Regions from separate parts of the Sus scrofa genome. Here region 2 is linked to region 1. A link is a contact called in public promoter capture Hi-C data. All regions are on one chromosome and are shown on one strand. The core of a region is the stretch at or near the end of the contact, and the rest is flanking DNA. Distances in the headings are between cores, read along the strand shown.

Region 1 (7,295 bases), core at 2,163-4,662:
GTGCTAACGAACTTGACTAGTATCCATGAGGGTGTGGGTTCGATCCCTGGCCTCCCTCAGTGGGTTAAGGATTTGGCTGTTGTGTAGGTCACAGATGCAGCTCCAGTGTGACCCCTAGCCTGGGAATTTCCATATGCTGTGGGTGCAGGCCTAAAAAGCAAGCAAACAAACAAACAAACAAAAAGAATTACCTGCCCTGTTAGGAAAAAATACATTAAAAAGGCATTCGCATTTGAGGGAAATGCATCCCAAGGGCCTGCGTGTCCTCAACCTCTGGAGCACGGGGTGACAGATCATTTGCCCTTGCCTAGTATTTTCTCGGTAACTCTTTCAATAGTATTCACCTTGGGATATTTTTTCTTTTGGAAAATTTGTAATTTGCATTTAGAATACTTTGTAATTTGTACTTTGTACTTTTTAACAAAGCTCCTTTTCTGATTGTAAAAGTAAGGCACACCCACTGTGGAAAAGTTACGGGAAAAGTATAAAGAAGATTTTTAAATGTCTTAAATACTGCCTGTGAACTGGGGCCTATCTCAGTCCATATGCATATTTATGATATATAATATACATAATATATAAATATATATTTATGTTTATAATTACAAATCTTGATTGTTTATTTATATAAATAAATATATGTTTGTTTCTATATATTGAAGTATGTAAGGACTGTGATATGTCCCCGTTCACATATGTGTGTGTGTGTGTGCAAAGCTCCTGACAGGAAATCTTGTATTGCTTCACCAAAGATAGTCTAAGCAAGCAGTCAACCCCATGCATGGGATCTGCTGGGCTGATAATTCTATATTATGATTGGGAGCTGATGTCGACAAAAACTGTGCAGGAGGCCAAGTTTGTTTCCGGCACGCCCACCTAATGCTCGGCAGAATTCTTAGATGGCCCCGTGATCTCTGCTGCGTGGTGTTGCCTCCTCCTGTGTAATCTCTCCCGGAGCGTGGTGAGATCTGCGACTTGCTTCTAGTCAATAGGATATGGTAAGGTGACGGATGGCAAGCTCGTGATTAAATGATGTTATAGATGGCTCCATCTTCACAGACTGGAGGGAGTGGTTCCCCTGCTGGCCCTGAAGAAGCCAACGGCCTACTGTGAACAGCCTACAGTGGGAGGCCTCCCCCAGCAGATGGCCACAAGGAGATGAATTCTGGGAGCATCCATTCAGGATTCAGGATTCAGCTTCATCTTGGAAGCCGATTCTTTTTCAGATGAAAACACAGCCTGTCTTTTGTGTTGTTGTTGTTTAATGGTTTCCTTTGCTGTGCAAAAGCTTCTAAGTTTGATTAGGTCCCATCGGTTTATTTTTATTTGTATTTCTATTGCCTTGGGAGACTGACCTAAGAATAAAATAATGCCATTTGCAGCAACATGGAAGGAACTAGAGATTCTCATACTAAGGTCAGAAAGGGAAAGACAAATGCCATATGATATCATTTATATCTGGAATCTAATATATGGCACAAATGAACCTATCTACAGAAAAGAAACAAACTCATGGACATGGAGAACAGACTTGTGGTTGCCAAGGGGGAGGAGGAGGGAGTGGGATGGACTGGGGATCTGGGGTTAGTAGATGCAACTTGCATTTGGATGGAGAAGCAATGAGGTCCTGCTGCAGAGCACAGGGAACGACATCCAATCGCTTGTGATGGAGCATAATGGAAAATATTATGAGAAAAGTGTATGCATATGTATAATTGGGTCACTTTGCTGTCCAGCAGAAATTGACAGAACATTGTAAATCAACTATAATTAAAAAAAAAAAAAAAAAACCCAGAGCTTGGCTGACACCTTGATGGCAGTCTTGGGGGACTGAGCAGAGAATCGAGCTAACCATGCCCGGACCCCTGACTCACGGCAACTGTGAGGTAACCAATGTGTATGTTGCTCTAATGGCTGGATTTGTGGTAACTGGTTACACAGCAGGAGAAAAGGAACACACTGGCCATCGCCGGTCCTGTGCTTTTAGCCGCCTAGCCCTTGCTGGCATTGCCCTTCTCTCATAGTATTTGTATCAGAATGGAAATGGGGGCTTAGAGTGTCTTCTTCATCCATTTATTCCTACCAGACGGGCCTGCTTTGGGCCAGGCACATGTCCACCTCTGGCTGAATTTCGGTTCACATCATTCCTTTCAATCCAGAACCCCTCCCTTCCTGCTTAGTGCCTCATCCAGGAACCCTCCTGAACGTCTCGATCTTTGGTCCAGTGCTTGCACTGCATTTTTTATTTGCATCACTTGTTTGTCCCGGATTCAAATATTGCTGTATGGCCTCTTCTGAAATCTTATTTTTACAGAAATGTTATTGAATTTATATATTATATATTATATTACAGGGAACACATCAAGTGAAGTTGTGAACTCATTCAGGATTCCACATTGTGTATAACATACTGCTAGGAATACACAGGTCTTTCTTTTTTATTTATGGCCTGGCCCACGGCATGTGGAAGTTTGGAGCCAGAGATTGAACCTGTGCCGCAACAGTAACCAGAGCTACAGCAGTGACAACGCTGGATCCTCAACCTGTTGAGCCACCAGGGAGCTCCCACGCCCTTATTTAAAGTTGATGTTACTTGAAGCAGTCAGCCAAGCGGGGTGGGCCACTTATTGAGCCTCTCCCTAGAGCCAGATCTGAGAACATCCCTCAGTGTTGGCCTCGTCTCGCTGAGCTGCACTTTCCCTTACTGAAAATTGAATATAATGGCATCTATCACAATTATTTCAAAGACTAAATGAGAGTAAGGTGGGTGGCTGACACTTCATAGGTGCTTAATAAATGAGTCGAATCAGAATCCAGTGCGACAAACCTTCCATGTGTAAAGACCGTGCAGACCAATTATTGCAGGCAGGCCAATACTTCAAAGTGCTCAATGAAACCGAAGAAGTATGTGCACACAAAAGGCCAGTTTAGGTAACCGTGTCTAAGTTTTCGTTTCCTTTCTAAGTAGATATATGTGGAATGCAGGGCCAGAAACCGACTTAGAAATACTGACCGCGAGTGGAGTGGGATATGAAGGAACGCGAGTAGAAGTTTGCTGCTTCTCGAAAGCACGGGCAGGATTGATCGATTGCAGTTACCAAAGCGTTTTCTGGGCTGCCTGTCCAAGCCTCGGTTTCTGTACTTCTGCACAACTGTTGCTCAAATTCACTCTTCCTTTCGAATTATCGTCTTTGAAGAAGAGCAAGAGAAAAATCCATTCAAACCACCCTAAGTGTCCTAACAGCTTCCAAGTCCTTTAAAGGAGGGTCCTTAACATTTCCCCTTACCCCCTGCCTGGGTTCAAACTTCAACTCCCAGGGTTCGCCCAAACCCCTCCCCTTGCCCTGTCATCTAATGAATATGCAAATACCACATAATTGGCAGCCAATGGCGTGGGTTCTGGTCACATGGTACCCGTGGTAGGTGAGCGGACAGAAGTTGTGTGTCGGTGAACAGAGACAGCTCTCAGTCTGGGGCGAGCGCTTCAGTGAGCGTGGATGCTTGGGCAGTAGTCCCTGCGGCGGCGGCGGCGGCAGCGGCGGCGGCAGCAGTAGTGGTGGCAGAAGAGAGGAAGGGGGAGGGCCCCGAGGGCTACACACGCTCACACTTTCAAGTTCCCCCGGAGGGAGAGGAGGTGGGGCTGCAGAAAAGAGGAGGCCAGGAGCAGTTCCATCCGTCCCGTCCCGTCTCCCCCTCTTCCTCTTGCTCCCTGCACCCTGGCTCTGCAAGAGTTGAGGGTTCGGGTGGCAGTACGCGGCAGTGAGGGCAAGAGGGCCAGGAGAGTGGGGAGCGGAGCCAGGGGTGCGGGGGAAGATGCCCATCCTGCTGTTCCTCATAGACACGTCCGCCTCTATGAACCAGCGCACTGACCTGGGCACCTCCTATTTGGACATTGCCAAAGGCGCTGTGGAGTTATTCTTGAAGGTAAAGGGAGGGGAGGGGAGCGATGGAGAGAGTTCCCGAGGGATGGGGGGGGGTGGATTTAGATGCTTCTGTAACGTTGCTATCGCCCCCTCCTCCCTCCTTCCCTTCGCGGCCCCCTCCGTCATCCCTCGTCCCGCAGCTGCGCGCCCGGGACCCGGCCAGCCGCGGAGACAGGTACATGCTGGTCACCTACGACGAACCCCCGTACTGCATCAAGGTAAAGGGGCCATCCAGGGGGTGGGCCGGGCGGGAAGCGGGAGCTGGTCGGCCTGACCAGCCGAGCCCTCCTGCCCCCGCCCGAGGCGGTCCTGCGTCGCCCGGCGGGGCGGGCGGGGCGGAGTGGGGGCGAGGGCGGGAGGAGTGGTGCCTCCGCGGCTTCGGAGGAGCCGCGGCGCCGGGGGTCGGGGAGGAGGGCGGGGGAAGGGCGGTCCCGGGCAGAAAGCGCCGGGGAGCCCGGCCGGTGGCGGCGACGGGCGCAGCCGCCTCGGAAGATGGCGGACATTTTGCTTTTGTATGAGCCGGAGAGGGAGACCGAGGGCGCTGCTGAGATGGAAAGGAGGGAGGGGAGGGAGGAGAGGGGAAGGAGGGCCCGGAGGGAGGCTGCGGGCGGGCCCGCCCCTTCGGGGCGCACGGAGAGCGGCGGCAGCCGAGGGGCCGGGCGGAGCCGGCGACTCCGCCCCGAGGTGCGGCGGACTCCGCGCGCGGGTTTTCCTGGAGTCCCGGCTCCTCCCCCGCCCCCCTCCGGCCCTCCCGCCCTCCGCCGCGGCTCCTCCCCCGCTGGAGCCCAGGCTCCTCCCCTGCCCCTCCCCTCCCGCCCTCCGCCGCGGCTCCTCCCCCGGCCCCTCCTCCCCCCTCCCGCCCTCCGCCGCGGCTCCTCCCCCCTCCTTCCTCCCGCTCCCCTCCCCTTCCTGCTGAGAGCGTGGCAGAGCCGGCCGCCGGCCTTCAGAGATTAGACTCCTGCTTTTGCGCTTCTGTGGTCGCTAACCCACCCCACCCAATGGAAAATCCGTCCGCGGAGCCAGCCTCCCAACCCCCGACCGGGAGAAACTCTTTTCACTTCTCCTCCAGAATGAGTCCGGTTAAGCCCGGCTCTGTTACCTTAGCTACTGTTAGTGTCTCATTGGCGATTCCACCCGAGCCGCGACGGGGCGGGGCGGGGAGATGCCGAGTCGCAACCCACCGGGACAGAGCTTTTTAGGGACCTGGCCTACCTATTTACATCAGACATTGGGTTTGTGTTAGTCACCTAGGGATTTGTCCAGGGAAAAGAAAGGAAGGAAGGGAAGGACTTGGCTGCGTGCTAGTAAAAGAGTCAGATTCGATGACTTGATCTGCAGGGGTCTGACCTACAAGAGGGAAGTAGGGGGGACTTCATCTCTGTGGGGTAGTTAATTTACGTTCCTAATGGCGAGGAGATAAAGGACTGCTTTGCTTGCAGTAGCCCCATAAAGCAGAACTCAGACTATTAAATCAACCTGCACAAGTGTCCTGCTTGCATATTGAAATTTTAAAAATATATTACCATAATCCGCGACGTCTTTTGCTAGATGCCGTCCTTCAGAATGATCTTAATAGTGCCGCGGAGGCGCTGGAAGTGTTGTAATCCGTTTTAGCCGAGTGAAGTGCTTAAAATAATGGAACCTACCAAACTGAATAGTTGGCTAAAGAGAGCGTTCCTTCAGAAGTAAAACCAAAGAGAGGCTTTACTTTTGTAACTCGTAGCTTCAGTTAACAGTTTGATTAGTAGGTTCCCCTTAAAACCGTTCTGGTTTCTCTGGTTTGTTTTCAGTTTTTGATTTATCTAGTTAGAAAAAAAAATGGAGCAAGGAGACATCTTTAAGAATGCCATAAGCTTTTTAAACATGTCAGTTTCCTACAGGGTGTGACCATTTTTTTTTTTCCCACATAGAAAAGCAGATGTTTGTCCATCCTAAGTCTGAAAGTCTACACCCTTTGAGGACTAAGACAGATAAGAACCCACCGTTTGTAGTGTGGCCATTTGAAATCCTCTTTAGTTTGAAGTAGTAAAAAGAATATACTACAAAGCAGCGTGCTTTGTTTTTTTTCTTTAAAGGAATAAATTATTTAACATTTTCCTGAATGCTAAGACTAGTCGTTGAAAAACGACTTTTGATCTATAAAACTTTCATGGAAATATTTACAGCCATCTAATCATTGCAGCTTTCTACCTAGCATTGTCATCGTAGTGTACACACTACTTTCAGTTCTGCCTTTTCCACCTATTTTGTTCTATGAATTATTCCGTGTTGCCACATAGTCCTCATACTTAAAATTTTTAGTGGCCGTGCAGCTTATCCATGGTATTTTTTGAGGCTCCAGATAGTTCTGTGAAGAGAGGGGAAAAGTTGGATTTTGTTTTTAGTGGAAATTTTATCTGGTAGCTCTTTTTATCTAGCCATCTTGTATACCACATTTTTTCCTAAAGTAAAAAACATTCCTCCAAGTTGAGTTTGATCTTTTTTTTTCCCCTTATGCAGCACAGGTATGGGAAGATACTTTGTATCATACTTTTGATTAAAATCATTAGTTATCTTCTTATTTGCTCTTTGTGCTTTTCCAAAGTCATTCAGGTTTTTTCATTTTAATCTTACATGCTAACTACCTGTGTCAGGAAATGGTTCCCAATCTTAATGATATTCGTGTCATTTTGCTCTCTGTACCCGAATTGCTAATGATATGCCATATTTTCGTAGCATTTTCTTTCTCTTGCGCCTCTCTCAGTCCCTTCCTCCTGCCCACCCCAACCCTCCCCTCAGCATGTGGTAACTATTTGTTCTTTTGCGTTTAGGAGCTAGCCATTTTGGAAGGTCTGAAATTTTAGAACATCTGGTGAATTTTTCTTAAAATTTAGTCTAATCTTTCACTTGCTAATAGCTGGGAGCCATAAATGTCTGTTTTCTGTCACACTGATTATCAAATAGGTCTTTATTTGATTGTCAGCAGGCGTCTTAGTTCCTACTTAAAACTGCATTCTTCACTAGGAGCCTGAGGTCCTTTCAGCAAAGTGATGTTAGATAGGGTTTTATTTGTAACTTACTCCTCTGCAGAATAACATGAAGTGCATTTTTCAGTTCTCTACGGTTAGAGGGCCATTGTTTATCTCTTCTCAAAGTAACTGCTTACTTATTTCTCAGGGTCTTGGTTATATCCGACTCTAAACGCTGCAAAACCAAAATTTTTTTTCTCCCTAGTAGACGATTCAGTTCTATTGGTGTTGTAACAGGCTCGAGCTGTGCATTTGGTTGGGAGGTTTTTTTTTTTTTTTTTTTTTTTTTTTTTTTTTTTTTTTTTTTTTTCCTAATAGGCGTGGAACAATTCCCAGTATATCCACTTACAAGCTCGGACAATAA
Region 2 (7,295 bases), core at 1,754-4,253, 340 kb after region 1:
GATGCGAACCCCGTGGCACAGCGCCCCCTAACGCGCCAGGCCTCCCCACCCAGCTCTGGCCCCGCGGCCCCCCCGTCGCTTCCCCGATCACCCAGAATCCCGGCCTCTCCCGCTCCGGTGCACTGAGCCAGACCTCAGCCGCCCTCTCGGTCTGCCCCGCCGTGTCCCTTCTGGCTCCCCTGTCCTCTCCTTGCCCCCGCCTGCTTGTGCTCGTTCAGCCCGTGGCCCCTGACGTCGCAGTGGGACAGTCGCGGCTCCCTTCCAGGCTCCGTCCTGGCCCCCGGACTCCGTTCTCCCGAGAGCTGCCGGCCGTCTTCTTCACGGCTTGCCTTACTCGGGTCTTGCTCCCCTTGCCCAGCTGCAGAGAGGTCCCCTCCTGTGTGTGTGTCCCTTCTACGTGGCTTTACCTGCCCCTGCTGCCTTGTCCTATGCCCCCCACCCCGGGTGTGGGCTGCATCCGGCCTCTGGCCTGGGCCCTGCTTTTCTCATCCCCTTGTTCACACACACCCCTGCTTTTCTTGGTGTGCTGTAGACCCCACATCCTTCAGGGACCAGGGCACAGTCATCACAGCCATCAAGTCCTGTCTGATCCCCCAAAGCTGATATGACATCTGCTTTACATCTGTCTTGCTGCGCTCGCGGCGGCTCCTCGCGTGGCAGAGTCACCTGCATGTTGATCTCAGCCTCCTGTGAAGCAGGGACGCTCCTCTTCCTTGGGACCAGCAAAAGCCCTGGCACCACCCCGCGGACATCTGCTCCAGGAGTGTTCTTCTAAAATGAGCGACTACATAGGGGGTACGGTCTGCAGGTGGAGCCACGGGGAGGTTACGCGGAAGTGCAGGGTGGCTGGAGACAGGATGCCTGGCTGCCCTCGGAGGTCAGTGGGCCTCGGAGGTCTTGTGCGCGAGGGGGCTTGGGAGTTGTGACGCCCAGCACTCACGGAAGGACCATCCTGCTGTTCGCTGGGCCACGAAAGGCTGGAAGGCCTGAAACGTGGCCTTCAGGCACCAAAGAGATTTGTTCCTCAAACCTCGGCCGGTGCCACCCAGAGTATATGAGGAGCTTTGTAAACAGTGCAGTGATTACTAAGGATGTCATCACACATCATCCTTTGTTAATGTGTAACGAAGGTGGCTCAGCTGCTGATGAAACCGGTGACTGGGCGTCTGCTGAGGAACTGTCAGGGTTACCGAATCGCTGGTCTAAGACAGGGCAAAGCTGCCAGCTTTCCTTACTGAAGAACTGATTTTCACCTGGCAGAGGACCTGTCTTCCCTGTTTCGCTTTTGTGTAGTTGTGTGACGAGGGGACATGGGCAGTGGGGACAGGTGTCAGAGCAGGCGTGGCCACACCTCATACAGTTTTGCGAAGGCACGGTTGGCCTGGTTGGTGAAAGTCACCGACCGAATAAATGCCGAGGCCCAGCTCACACTGGCCTGTCAGAGGTGACTGATGAATTGATGGGCAGGAAGCAGGTCTGTTGTGTTTTCTCTTGGGTTTTAGGCAAAATCGACTTAGGCTTTTTGCTAAAACATTTCCTGGGCCAGGGATTGAACCGGTGTCACAACAGGGACCCGAACCGCTGCAGCGACAATGCCGGATCCTTAACCCATTGAGCCACCTGGGAACTCCAGCCCGTTGCTATTCCGTTGTCACCTTTCGCAGTGCTCAGCTGGCTAAAGGGACGCGTCTGCTTGCTGGGAGTAGACCTCCCGAGGCCACGCGCTCTGCTTGTTGTTTGCAGCCCTGCGAGGGGGGCCATTAAAAGCGCCTTGGCCCTAACCCAGCGTTTACCTCACTAAATGGAAAATTTAGTGTTTATCAGGGTTAAGCATCTAATAAAATAGGAGCCTTTCCTCTGGGTGCAAAGTCTCATTTGTTTTAGGAGCAAGGCCTTGTTCATACTGGCCAGTCTCCTGCTCTCGCGCAGTCAGCCCAGCTGGGAAAGAGGCCTTTCTCTCTCCGGGCTTTTTGGGGGCACTACTGTGTGATAAATCTGCCTGTAGCATCCTGGCTTTGAGGGTGCTGTTACCTTCTGCTAACTGGGAGCTCCTGGCAGTCCGGGCTGTCTTTAGAATAACTTCCCGTGAGACAGTGGAAGGGCACAGGCGTCCTCAGAGTCTGGCATCCGTTGCTGAAGCGGGTATGGCTCACCGGCCAGGCCTGGGGACAGAAGACGAGGAAAGCATGGCCCTGGCCCCCGAGTCAGGGTTGTCTACACTCCTTGATGTTCAGTGGCGGAAGCCACTTGTAGGGTTCTGGGTGGGACTGTGTTTCACTTTTATGTGAGGCTTGGCAAACCCTTTTCAAGTTGTGGAATTTGGTTTTTCCACACGGAGTCACTGAGGAAGCTGGGGGCAGTGGGGGCAGCGTTCGGCGGGGTGGCTGGGGAAGATGGCCCGAGAAAGTGACCTGAAGCCAAGCCTGGAGGAAGCAGAGGAGCCAGCGCGAGGCCCGGGGCGGAGGGCCCGGCTGCCGGGGGCGGGTACCCTGGGGTGGGGCGGGTGAGGAGGGCGCAGGGCACGGCCCGGGCGGGGGCGCCCACGGCTCCTCCTGGGGCCCCGTCTCCAGCCATCGCATGGCCCGTTGGGGTCACGGTGTTTCCGTCCCCGTTTCTGCTTTCATCGTCCCTGACAGTGGAAAGCAAGGGGCTGCGTTTGTGGGACACGGTCTCTTCCTCGTGTACTAGCAGGTGCGTGCGTGTGTCTGCCCCTCCGGGCCCGCCCTGTCTGGCACTCAGGAGGGGTGCTCTTTTCAGGATCCTGCCAACCTCCGGGACAGACCCAGGAGGACACGGGCCGTGCCCTCGACCTGTGTGGCCCTCGGGTCCAGTGCGTCTTTCCCCCGCTGCCGCCGGCGGTCTGTCTCGTACAGTTACTTTGACCAGTAGCAGCACAAACTCGCGTCCTTCCGGGGCCCGCGGGCGAGCTCATCGGGCGTATAAAGTAGATTAATGGGGTGGCTCAGCGTTGAGGTATGCCACGGCCGCGTCCAAATTTTATTCCGGTACAGGGATCACTTTCTCTGCGGCCTCTCTGGCTCTGGAGCTAATTTGGATGCTGAGTAGCCCCACAGGTATTTATATGTAGTGTTTGGTATTTTTACTGGGTCCTATTCTTCTCCCTTGGATCACCTAAAATGGTTAAGAATTTTCGAGTGGGATTAAGGTTGCGATCTCTGGGGAGGGTGGGCCATCTGCTCTCGGTTATTTTCGTGTTCACCGCTTCCCCTTAAATGTATGTTCACAACGGAGCCGCAGCCTTATCAGCCGGGCCCAGGGGACAGTGGCTCCAGGTGCGGCTTGGGACTCGCTGGCGGAGCCATGGCCTCCCACAGACATGCAGGTAAACGCGGCGGCGGCGGCGGCCCCGGGCGGCCCCGGCTTCTCGGAGCACAGGGTGCCGAGGGCCCCGCGTCCGACCTTTGTTTAAGAGATATTTTTGGGTGACGTGATTTCAGTCCTGTCTAAATAGTAACAGAGCCGTAGCTCCTCTCTGCTCAGGCCTTGCCTCCCTCTAATGCTGTTTCCGGGACAAAAGAGATCTTGTTCAGGTAAAGTCAACAGCTCGAGTAGCTTATTTCTTGAAAACATGTAAACACGTTGCTCCAGAGCCCTTTGGCAGGACGTCTGGGAGGCTGGAAGCGATTGGGTGAGGAAAGAGGTTTTCGTCGTGACTGTTCGCAGTTTGGGGGTTATTTGTAAGATACAGATCTTCATCTTGACAGTGCTTTAAACCGAATTTCAATGTTTAGAAAAGGTCAGCCGTGGAACATGGAGCTGCAAGAAGGAAGACTGATAACGCAAAGTCCGTGCTGCCCTAAGGCCCTCTTCTCCTCGGAAGGGCCCTGTGTCTGGTCCTCCCGGACACACAGCCGGGAGCCTTCGGCTGTGACACGTAGCCCCCCAAGTCTTCTGATCAGAAAACAGGGCAAAGCTGCGGACCCTCTAGACTGTCGGTGCCCCAAGAGTCTCCCTCTCGTTTGATGCCCTGACGTGGAGGAAGCCTCTGGCGTGGACCAGACCCCCGGGGGACGGGGCCCGAGGGCTGCAGGGCGGGCAGGTCTCTGGGCTCAGCCTGCTGCCTCGCTCCTCCCAAGCCAGGACTGTCGCTGTGGCTCTGTGGCCCTCTTGCTAAGGAACGGTCCCCTTTCTTAGCAGCCAGGCACTTCGGCCCATCTCTCAGCTTTCAGATGAAGGGTCGATGTCATTCTCAGTGGCAGTCTTTTGGAAACAACAGTTTTGAGAACTGAGTGTTGCCTGTGGCTGTTTAGATAAAGGCAGTACTGGGCTGTTTAGATAAAGGCAGTACTGGGTCAGATTTCTCTGTCGGGGTTTGAACCAAGCGTGCTGCCGTGGGATGCGCTGCTTTGGTCCGCCTGTCCGCTTGTCCTCCTTGTTCCCAAGGCTCTCGAGCTGCCTGCTGTCTCTTCCTCCACCCGGGAGCCATTGTACCAGCTCGGCACCACAGGCCCGAGACTGTGCTAATCTAATCGGCCAACGTCCGCAAGCTCTGGGTGTAGACAAACTAGCCGGCTGTACCAGTTGTTCCAGTGGACCTTGGACGCAGGTTAACTGGTAGAGGAACTGCCCGTTTTATTTACTAATTAAATGACAGGATAAGGAAATCTGTTTCAAAGGTGACATGTTTATAACACGCCCAACCTTGGATTTTGAAACTATACCACATCCTGACGTTATTCTTCTATAAATCTGGAGGCTGTAACTGTAACGAAATTAGACAAATTGCTGACACCTTCTAGGTGATTTTTAAAATCAGGAGCTAGCATCTTGTGTCGCGTTAGGTTCAATAGGTCCGTGAGAGCAGATGAGAGAGAAGTGCCCTGAAGTGGACTTTGTGTGGACAGGGTAGAGGCTTGCAGAATCGGATAGGTCAGAATCCATTTTTAGGGGCCGTCCGCATCCAGAGAGGATGTTTCAAGGGCGAGCCTTGATCCTTACTGTCTACAGAGGGCCTTCCTTTACCCTTTGGCCCTTCACGTCGAGGCCGGCCTGGCGGGGGCCAGCGTGGGGGGGTGTGCTGGGCTGGGGGCGCGATCCCGGGGGACCGCGTCCTAAAATAACGGAAGACTTGGGCGAGGGTGACACTGAAGGCTTTGTACTTGCCGTGACCACTAGCGGACGGCCTGCCGCTTCGCCCGAGAAACCGAAAACACATGTTGCTGCCAGTGTGTGCCCTGCTCGGCCCGCCCCGTGTCAGCACCGAGCGGCCCTGGACGGGGCGGGGCGGGGGCGGGGCTTGGACCCCGGAGGCCAGTGTCACCTGCCACCAGCCGCCCGCAGGAGACTTGCGGTGTTTTCCTAACACAGCGTAGGAGGCAAGTTGTTAACAACGGTCTGTTTGTAAGGGAAAAACACTTGGCGGTGTTCGGCGAAATTCTCTGACCGGCCCCTTTTCGCGGGTCTCCTGAGCCCGCCCCGTGGCAGCCGCTTAGGTGTTCAATCCCCAGCCCGTCGGGCGCCTCCCCTTCCCCCGCTGAGGCTTCCCCCGCCAAGGCTTGGTTCTCTGTCTGCTGAGTGTGCTCGGGAAAGCAGTGTACCCTTTCCTTGGGAGCCAGTACCTATACGCAGAGTGACTAATGTACTGCTGGGTTGGACTGAGCAATTAACAGACCAGACGTAACGGGCATTTTTTCCCGATTTGAGCGACTGCTCATTGTTTACACTGTACATCACACCCCTCAGGGAAAATGCAGTTAGAAAAACGCTACCTGGTCGTAATAATTCACTTTTTCCTTAAATCGTCTTTATTTTGAGCCATCTGGGCAGGCGGGGAGAAATGAAGATTAGCAGGAAAACATGAGCGAATATATACAAAACCAGAAACAAGATGATTAAATGCAAATTGGATCTTCTCTAATGAGGTTTATAGTTTAAAAAAAAAAGTTGTAACATTGTATTTCCTGTATGTGTACATGATTAAATCGAAAGCCAAAACGATTTTGGAGATAACTGAGGTCTGCATAGGCCCCTCTCAGCGTGCTGGCTATAGTTCAGGAATTTTCTCAAAGAGGAAGCTTGTTTATTAGGTGAAGAATGATGTGTCTTTTGAAGCAGACATGGCAAGAAGGTCCAGCTATCCTCTTGGAATAAATACCGAATAGTTGATCACGCAGTCGCATTTCCAGCTGCATTCTAAGTATAGGAAGGACCGTTAGTTCCCCATCAGCACCTCGGGGTCGCAGGAGCTGCCTCTGGATTTTCTACAACAGACGTCTTTGTTATAAAATGCTCTTAAGAAAAGAGGTTTTGGAATCCCCTGGTGGCCTGGCGGTTAAAGGATCTGGCATTGTCACTGCCGTGGCCTGGGTTCCATCGCTGGTTCTTCATTGTATGCTGTGGGTGCAACCAAAAAAACTGTTTGTAAGAAAAAAGAAAAGAGGTTTTAGAAGGTTAATCATGGTGGTGACATCTGCAGGTGTCAGTCGGCAGGTATGGACTGTGGGAGCCACGCGGGCAAGGCCCGGGGTGGGCGGGTGGCGCCCGGTGTCCTTGCAGAGCTGGCAGCGGCGGGGTCAGGCGCACCCTGGCATGGGCTCGGCCAGGAGGGGAAGTGGCGGCCTGCAGCCGTGTGTCTGATGGCTCCGCTCGCAGTCCAGGCTGTGCCCTCTCCCAGGCAGCAGCAGCAGGTCGAGGCGGACAGACAGGGATGTTCGGGGAAGGTTAAAAGGTTCTACGCATCATGTGCCCCGAAATTGCCACGGGGGTAAGAAAAGGACTCCCCGAGAGAGAAACATCCAGTGCATGTAATTCACGAAGATGAAAGCGAGCACCAAAGAGGACGTAAAAACACCCTTTTCATTTTTTTCTCTATCCTCTTCTTTCTAACGAAGGGAAAGGGAGGCGTAGAGCTTTTCTTTCCATGGGAAATCGAAGCTTGACTCTGCCTTATTTTGGTGGATCCCACGAATCAGGGATTTTGCGGTCTCTTAGGAACCTCTGGGTCTCAGTGTTGTCTGTCACCTAGCAGCTGTTGTCTTAGGGTGGTTCATCTCTTTGGAGATAAGTAGTAACAAAATATGTTGCTCATATGCAGACTGTGTGACTTGGATGCAGAGTTCTGATGCAGTAACTGTCTCTCATCAGCAGGAATGCATTGCTCCAGCTTCCTCCCAAGTACACCGCGTGAAGGCTTGAAATAGTTTTGGATCAAATAATCCTAAGGTTAGAAAAACACGAGGTAAGCGCATTCAGGTTGCCCAGAGTTCCACTCAGTTGGATTTATTGCAAAAAAATACTAAAGTTCATGAATTTGACATCGACATTATAAACGTGCC

What was found. Promoter capture Hi-C pulls out the DNA fragments that hold promoters and counts their contacts.
Region 2: a contact with region 1 is called in a promoter capture Hi-C map of liver, with 4 times the contacts expected there. The contact joins the promoter of FHL1 here to the promoter of INTS6L in region 1. A contact is called at or near these places in 1 of 5 promoter capture datasets (liver) and 1 of 2 datasets of contacts at active chromatin or transcription factors (alveolar macrophages).

Annotation. Positions count from the first base shown.
Region 1 is chrX:111,008,448-111,015,742 of Sscrofa11.1, forward strand. INTS6L (integrator complex subunit 6-like) reads left to right here and starts at 3,413. Exons shown (of 18, transcript XM_021080861.1): 1 at 3,413-3,924; 2 at 4,064-4,141. The coding sequence starts at 3,814.
Region 2 is chrX:111,353,235-111,360,529 of Sscrofa11.1, forward strand. It overlaps FHL1 (four and a half LIM domains 1), which reads left to right and starts at 3,004. Exons shown (of 6, transcript NM_214375.1): 1 at 3,004-3,343. The coding sequence starts at 3,322.